2 separate regions of the Drosophila melanogaster genome follow, and region 2 is linked to region 1. The links are chromatin contacts, called in public HiChIP or PLAC-seq maps. All regions are on one chromosome and are shown on one strand. The core of a region is the stretch at or near the end of the contact, and the rest is flanking DNA. Distances in the headings are between cores, read along the strand shown.

Region 1 (3,706 bases), core at 336-2,835:
GCCAGCTGATAGTTCTTCTCGGGCACCACAGCATTCTTGAGCAGATCCCGCTGATATTCGGAAATGGAGGCCTTCGACTGCTCCTGCACTTCCAGCTGCTCCGGTGAGCATACGCCGCTCTCCTCTGCCCGCTTGCGAACCTGTTCCAATTCCTCTCCGGTGCTCAGGGGCAGCAACTCCTCATCACGCTGCACAAAATTGCCGTACAGCTCGCCGGTCACCGGCAGATGTCCCAGGGTCCCGGACAAATCCACGGACAGCAGGCGGGGCGTGTAGGTGGTACGATTGAGGTCGTTGCGCCCTTCACGGTACAAAATATCATTGTTGGGCAGCTGCTCCTCGGCCACCTGTTCGCTTTCGTCTCCGTACCTAAAGTTGGCCTCCTGGAAATGTGTAATTCGTGAGGCTCCCGGCTGCCAAGTGGGTAGGACAACTCACCTGCTGGTTCCAGAAGTGTGTGCCCACGTAATTCGCGTACGTTCCGAACTGGAAGGTCAAAATTTCACGTGTATAGTCCATAACAGCCGGCGAAAGTGACTAATTCGGATGCAATTGCGCGAGCCCGCGGAACTATCGATTTTCGCGGATATATCGATAGCTGTGTGCGGTAATAAGCGTTCTTAATTTCGTTGATTGGATACTCTGTATTAAAAATAAATATATTTAAAAATATTATTTATAACTGCAAAAAAGATTTATATATTTTGAAAGTTTTATAGGAATATGTTATGTTTATTAATTTTACTTATGTATGTAAATATATCGATATGACCTTAATGTCTATCACATTGAGAAAAAAAACATAAGAAATACGAGGAATTTTTACAATAGAGCATAACAACCTTAATATGTAACCCGCAAAAGCCGATTGCAAACTTATCAAGTCATACGGTAAAATCTCAAAAAAGAACGGTAGCGTTTGTGGCTCCAATTGTTTAGTTATTGGATTGCAACGGATTTTATTTTCGGTCGATACGGTGAAACCTTATAAATAGGATCTCCGAAAGAAGAAGCTATAAGTCGGCTTAAACGTATTTTTAAAGAAATTGTCGATTCCCATAGATTCACATATCCATTCAGACGGAGGATAAATAAGTCAGAAAAGAGCGAATTATGAGATTTCTCTAATAAACTAGAAAAGAAGTTAAGGTGCTATACAATGTTAAGTTAAAATATTTAATTGCTGATTTTTACACACGTTACTCGTAGAATAAAAGGGTATACTAGATTGTGTAACAGGCAGAAGGAAGCATTTCCGACTATTTAAAGTATATATATTCTTGATCAGGATTAAGGATTAGGAGCCGAGTCGATCTAGCCAAACTTTATAAATTTTTTCTAATTTTATTCCCCAATTAGCTATTGATATCCCAGAAAAATGATGAAATTTCGCGTTCGCATTCACACTAGCTGAGTAACGGGTATCTAATAGTCGGGGAACTCGACTATGGCATTCTCTCTTTTTATTTATTTAATTTAATAAATGGAATATATTAAATTTTTTTTAAAGGTATTTGCTTACCTTTAAAAGTAGATTTCAATAACTGTTTAATTCAACTATCGATAAGCCGATAAAGTCGCCGATAATTCAATGGACCGATGCCTCGCTCTTTTTCTTGTTGGGCCAGAAAACGTGCGCTGCGCATTTTCCAGCGTTTTTTTTTATACCGTCGCCCACCATGAGCCAGATGACCCAGAAAACGGTGCAATTCCACGAGCTGGAGCTGGATCAGCGCATCCTTAAGGTGAGTGCCCGGCTTGCGACCGACAGTTCCAGATTTTAAAGTGTTGCGCTCATCTTTCAGGCGGTGGCCCAGCTGGGTTGGCAGCAGCCCACACTTATCCAGTCGACGGCGATACCGCTGCTTCTGGAGGGCAAGGATGTGGTGGTGCGCGCCCGCACCGGATCCGGCAAGACTGCCACCTACGCCCTGCCACTGATTCAGAAGATCCTTAACTCCAAACTGAACGCCAGCGAGCAGTATGTGAGCGCTGTGGTCCTGGCGCCCACCAAGGAGCTATGCCGGCAGTCCCGTAAGGTGATCGAGCAGCTGGTCGAGTCCTGCGGCAAGGTTGTACGCGTGGCGGACATTGCCGATAGCTCCAACGACACGGTGACCCAGCGGCACGCCTTGTCTGAAAGTCCCGACATTGTGGTTGCCACACCCGCCAATTTGCTGGCCTACGCCGAGGCTGGTAGCGTGGTGGATCTGAAGCATGTGGAGACCTTGGTGGTGGACGAGGCGGATCTGGTGTTTGCCTATGGCTACGAAAAGGACTTCAAGCGGTTGATTAAGCACCTGCCTCCCATCTACCAGGCTGTCCTAGTCTCCGCTACTCTAACCGACGATGTGGTGCGCATGAAAGGCCTGTGCCTGAACAACCCGGTTACGCTTAAACTCGAGGAGCCGGAGTTGGTGCCGCAAGATCAGTTGTCGCACCAGCGCATTCTGGCTGAGGAAAACGATAAACCGGCTATCTTGTACGCCTTATTGAAGCTGAGACTCATACGCGGCAAGAGCATAATCTTTGTGAACAGCATCGATCGGTGTTACAAGTGAGTAAACCATACGAATCCCGCCTTAGATGCACAGGAGCCAATGATGATTAAACCACAAATGCAGGGAGTGGGCAGCTGGCAACAGTTGGCGCACGCATGACCAGCAACTAATCTTCTCGCTGACGGCATTCCCATCCGCCCCTAAATACTTACTATAATTCGTTCTAATTATTACCCATTTAAATGTTTCAGGGTTCGATTGTTCCTAGAGCAGTTCGGCATCCGTGCCTGTGTCTTGAACTCCGAGCTGCCTGCCAACATTCGCATCCACACAATTAGCCAGTTCAACAAGGGCACCTACGACATAATCATTGCCTCCGACGAACATCATATGGAAAAGCCAGGAGGCAAATCAGCGACTAACCGAAAATCTCCTCGAAGCGGCGACATGGAGTCGAGTGCTTCCCGCGGCATTGACTTTCAGTGCGTGAACAACGTAATCAACTTCGACTTCCCCAGGGATGTCACGTCTTATATCCATCGGGCTGGCAGGACGGCTAGAGGAAATAACAAGGGCTCCGTCTTGTCCTTTGTCAGCATGAAGGAGTCCAAGGTAAACGATTCAGTTGAGAAGAAACTGTGCGATAGTTTTGCAGCCCAAGAGGGCGAACAGATCATCAAGTGAGTATAGAATAACATCTTCAAAATTGTAATATTGCTAAGTGTGCCATCACTTCAGGAACTACCAGTTTAAAATGGAAGAAGTTGAGTCCTTCCGTTATCGTGCTCAGGATTGCTGGCGGGCCGCAACTCGCGTAGCTGTTCACGACACTCGAATTCGAGAGATAAAGATAGAGATCCTCAACTGCGAGAAACTAAAGGCATTTTTCGAGGAGAACAAACGCGATCTGCAAGCGCTTCGGCACGACAAGCCTCTGCGCGCCATCAAGGTACAGAGTCATCTCTCTGACATGCCCGAGTACATAGTGCCAAAGGCCCTGAAGCGAGTGGTTGGAACGTCCTCTTCCCCTGTCGGAGCCTCGGAAGCCAAACAGCCACGACAGTCGGCCGCCAAGGCTGCCTTCGAGCGGCAGGTCAATGATCCTCTGATGGCTAGCCAGGTGGACTTCGGGAAACGGCGTCCTGCCCACCGGAGAAAAAAGAAGGCGTTGTAGGGTAGCAAATGGTATCTATAGTCGCATTAGT
Region 2 (3,706 bases), core at 526-3,025, 220 kb before region 1:
CCGTGACCGGCTAGGCGGCCTGCACGAGAAGATCTCGAAGCAGGCCCTCGACTGCCGCGGCGCCCAGCATCTCCTCGAGGACGATGTGTCGCACAAGGAGTCCTCGCTCGGCATCGACTCCATGTGCCACCAGCTGAACAACCACAGCCGCGGCATCACCTACTACGGCGGCATCGAGAAGTTCGATCCCTCGGTCAGCACCCAGGAGTCCTGGGCGCAGGCCAGCAGCGAGCACGTCCGCCGGTGAGTATATTAGTCATGTGCCACGCCTATCGAATACCCATTATTTACCTTAAAGTAGTAGTAGTAGTAGTAGTAGTAGTAGTAGTTCATTGAGCCGAAAGATAATCATAATTGCATCCAAGATCGATATTCTTTTACCCTAGTCTTTCCCTTGTTTCCACAGTTCCCAGGCGGAGCGCGCGAAGCTTTCCCAGCTGCGGAGCGATGCCCAGAGTGTGGTCAACTCGGTGGCCACCACCGTGTGGGACTTCTGGAGCAACACGAACAACGCCTTCGATCGCCGCTCGCAGGAGATGGCCGAGGCGAAGAACCGGGTGCAGCTGCACCTTCAGAAGGTCCAACAGGAGCTGTTCGACATGGAGAAGCATCTCTTCCTCCTGCAGAAGGCCATCCAGGACAAGTCCGGGCCGTTGAAAGTGGCCCAGACGCGGCTGGAGGCCCGCTCCCACCGCGAGGGCGTCGAGCTGTGCAAGGACCACGCCCAGGACCGCCTTGTCCAGGAGGTGCAGGACATCCAGGGTGCAGTGGAGACGCTGCACCACAAGCTGATGGAGGCGGAGGCCACCCATCAGGGCCTACTAAAGACGCGCTGCACCCTGGAGGTGGATCTGCGCAACAAAGTCAATGCCCTGTTCATCGACCGAGAGAAGTGCATGAGTCTCCGGCGCTCCTTCCCGGTCAGCAATCTGATCAAGTACTGATCCGTATCCGTAACTGCACGCCGGTCTCTGGACTCCGCACTCCCACTCGCTTTTTCCGCCACCAGTTTTCCTGACATGTCATTTGTGTGTGTACCATCAAGAGATAAACTGCAGATTGCATTTGTTGAAAACTCCTTCGAGATAATCCAACTTTCTCTTTCTGATTGGCACTATAAAACATGCAAGCGATGGGCCACAAATGCTATAGCTCATTAGTTTGCCTTATAGGTAAAAATAATTAATACATATGCATGTGTGTATGTTCAAAAGATTTGTAAACTATTAATGTGACCGCCGCTAGATGGCGCGTATGCGCAATCTTTGAATCTATCGATTTTCTACTTATGTAAGTATGTAAGATGGACCTTCATCTCGCTCACACACCATTTAGCTGAGTAACGGGTATCAGATAGAGAGTAACTCGATTCCAGCGTTTTTTCCTTCAAAGAAAATAAACGTCCAGTTTTTCTTAATGAAATCATAAATACGCATAAGATTATGCATCTTGCGCACAACAGTTACTAAATTTTACTATAAAAGAAAGCTTATGTATATTGCATGTACAAATTACGAAAGTTTGGTCTGTGCGTTTCTGAAGTTTTCTCCTCCCAATTTTGATTATTGGAGTCTTTCTCATTAGCTCTTAGCTTCTCTGAGAATTTCGAATATCTGCTTAAAAATAAAAAGCTTAAAAGGGTTTTGCTGCTTTTGAAAAAATAAGAATTGACATTTTTTAAAATTGGAGCCATAAAATAAACGTACAGGCACACTAATAGTAGGGTTGGTATTTTTTGCTAAGTTTGGTATTAAGTGCACACTTCGGCGTATGTACTGCATATTTAAACAGCCAAGCGACGGTCACATTGCTTGGGTCCTCTGCAAAATTTTTAATGAAAGTTATTAACCAGAATTCAACCGGAGGTGAGCTGTTTGAAACTTAAAGGTTTGGAGTCCCACGAAGACTTAAAAACGACCAACGCTATACTGGATCCGCGGATCTCCCAAAAGTGAAGCAGCGTAAAGTGCATTAATAACCGCCGGCATATTTTTACGACCATAATCCATACTTTTCCCTGCAAGTCAGCTGCACCACACACCAACACCATCTGATTTTCCCCGCAAGTGCACATATCCCCCGCCAGGGTTTGATTAGAGGGTAATCCGTAGCCCAGCTGCATGCAAGCTGCATTTTCCGGCCATTTTCGCCTAACGGTTCCGTCCCACCTATTGGGGCACGACTGACGTGTACATTAATTTTGCAGCGGTGGGGCCCACACACACACACAATGGCTTAAAAGAATGCCTTTTGTTTGTGTGTAAGCAATGTATAAGCGAAGCCACAGGATCGAATTCCCTGTAAACTTGACAGTTACAGTTATAGGTACTGTTACTGTTACAGTAGGCCGCGTCGTGTAGAGCAAATAAGATAATACTAGAAAACAAAATCGAAAATTGCCCGAGTCCCTGGTAGTTTGTTAATTATATATTTTCCCGCTCTTCAGTTTGAAACACGGGACAAGCCGCCATGCGATTCGCTCTGGCCACCGTGGCCATCATCTGGGCTTTATTCGTCCTGGCCGACGGAGTGGACCCCGGGAACTTTAAGACCTGCGAGCAGAGCAGTTTTTGTCGGTGAGTCTGGCTTTGTACACGATGCACTGCATACGTACGTGGTTCGGGTTGCAAGGATTTCATTAGTTGGCTAAAAAAGATTGCGTTTCCGACTATATTAAGTATATATATTCTTCATCAGGATCAATAGCCAAGTCCGTCTGTCAGACTGTCCGTCTGTCCGTATGAATGTCGAGATCTCAGGAACTATAACAGCTAGAAGGTTGAGATTCAGCAAACAGATTCTAGAGACAAAGACGCAGCGGAAGTTTGTAGACCCATGTTGCCATACCCACAACCCCACAAAACAGCTACGCCCACACTTTTGAAAAATGTGTTGATATTTTTTCACATTTAATTCCCCAACAATTATGAAATTTCGCGTTTGCGTTCACACTAGCTGAGTAACGAGTATCTGATAGTCGGAGAACTCGACTATAGCATTCTCTCTTGTTTTTTTTTTAATCGAAATATTCCTATTTTCGTCAATGAAACGCAGTAGGAAGGCAGACTTTTCCGTCTGTAGCTTTGTGTTGTTTCTAAATTTCCACTTAAAGAGAAAGTGGAAAGTGTCTTCACAATGTTTAAACTCTACACTTTGGGACTCAAGTATCATCGATGTGATTTTCACTCAAAGTGCTAGTCCACTGTAATTTCGAAGATATTTAGCGAAATAAGTCCACATATTGATAATTCAGGTTGTTGTTTATAGAACAACCATAACTTGATGATGATTTTATTAATGGTTTTCAGACGCTCCCGAAAGATTCAGGGATCGGGCAGCAAGTACGCCTTAATTCCCGGCACCTTGAACACCTATGCGGATTCGTTGACCGCTGATCTCGTTAACAAGGAAAACCATCACCAGTTTGCCTTTAAGCTAGAGGCTCTGGTGGGCAGTACCTTCCGCCTGCAGATCGATGAAAAGCAGCCACTTCGGCCACGATATCGCGTCGAGCACGCTCTGAAGGGCCCAACCCAGGCCGGACGCATTCGTGTCCAGCGGGAAACAGATGGAGAGATCGTTATCACATCGGAGAAGAACAAGGCTGTGATCCACGGAGACCCGTTCCGCATCGATTTCTTCGAGAACGACGTGCTGGTGGTCTCGGTGAATGCCAAGAACTGGTTGTACTTTGAGCATCTGCGGC

Evidence for each region. HiChIP or PLAC-seq counts read pairs in DNA pulled down with a chosen protein or histone mark.
Region 2: a POLR2A S2P HiChIP or PLAC-seq map of the Kc167 cell line shows a contact between it and region 1, with 8 times the contacts expected there. The contact joins the promoter of GCS2alpha here to the promoter of Ddx56 in region 1. A contact is called at or near these places in 4 of 107 Hi-C or Micro-C datasets (the Kc167 cell line, the S2 cell line and wing imaginal disc) and 3 of 6 datasets of contacts at active chromatin or transcription factors (all in the Kc167 cell line).

What each region holds. Positions count from the first base shown.
Region 1 is chrX:21,385,825-21,389,530 of dm6, reverse strand. Ddx56 (DEAD-box helicase 56) reads left to right here and starts at 1,585. Exons shown (of 4, transcript NM_078710.4): 1 at 1,585-1,745; 2 at 1,806-2,557; 3 at 2,753-3,181; 4 at 3,240-3,706. The coding sequence starts at 1,680. The coding sequence ends at 3,675. It overlaps mst (misato), which reads right to left and starts at 554. Exons shown (of 3, transcript NM_001298589.1): 1 at 439-554; 2 at 1-383. The coding sequence starts at 519. snoRNA:MeU6-A47 (a small nucleolar RNA gene) reads left to right here and starts at 2,596; the gene lies at 2,596-2,686.
Region 2 is chrX:21,603,333-21,607,038 of dm6, reverse strand. It overlaps GCS2alpha (Glucosidase 2 alpha subunit), which reads left to right and starts at 1,775. Exons shown (of 5, transcript NM_167758.2): 1 at 1,775-1,887; 2 at 2,447-2,576; 3 at 3,309-3,706. The coding sequence starts at 2,470. CG17450 reads left to right here. Exons shown (of 4, transcript NM_167761.4): 3 at 1-243; 4 at 407-1,071. The coding sequence ends at 944.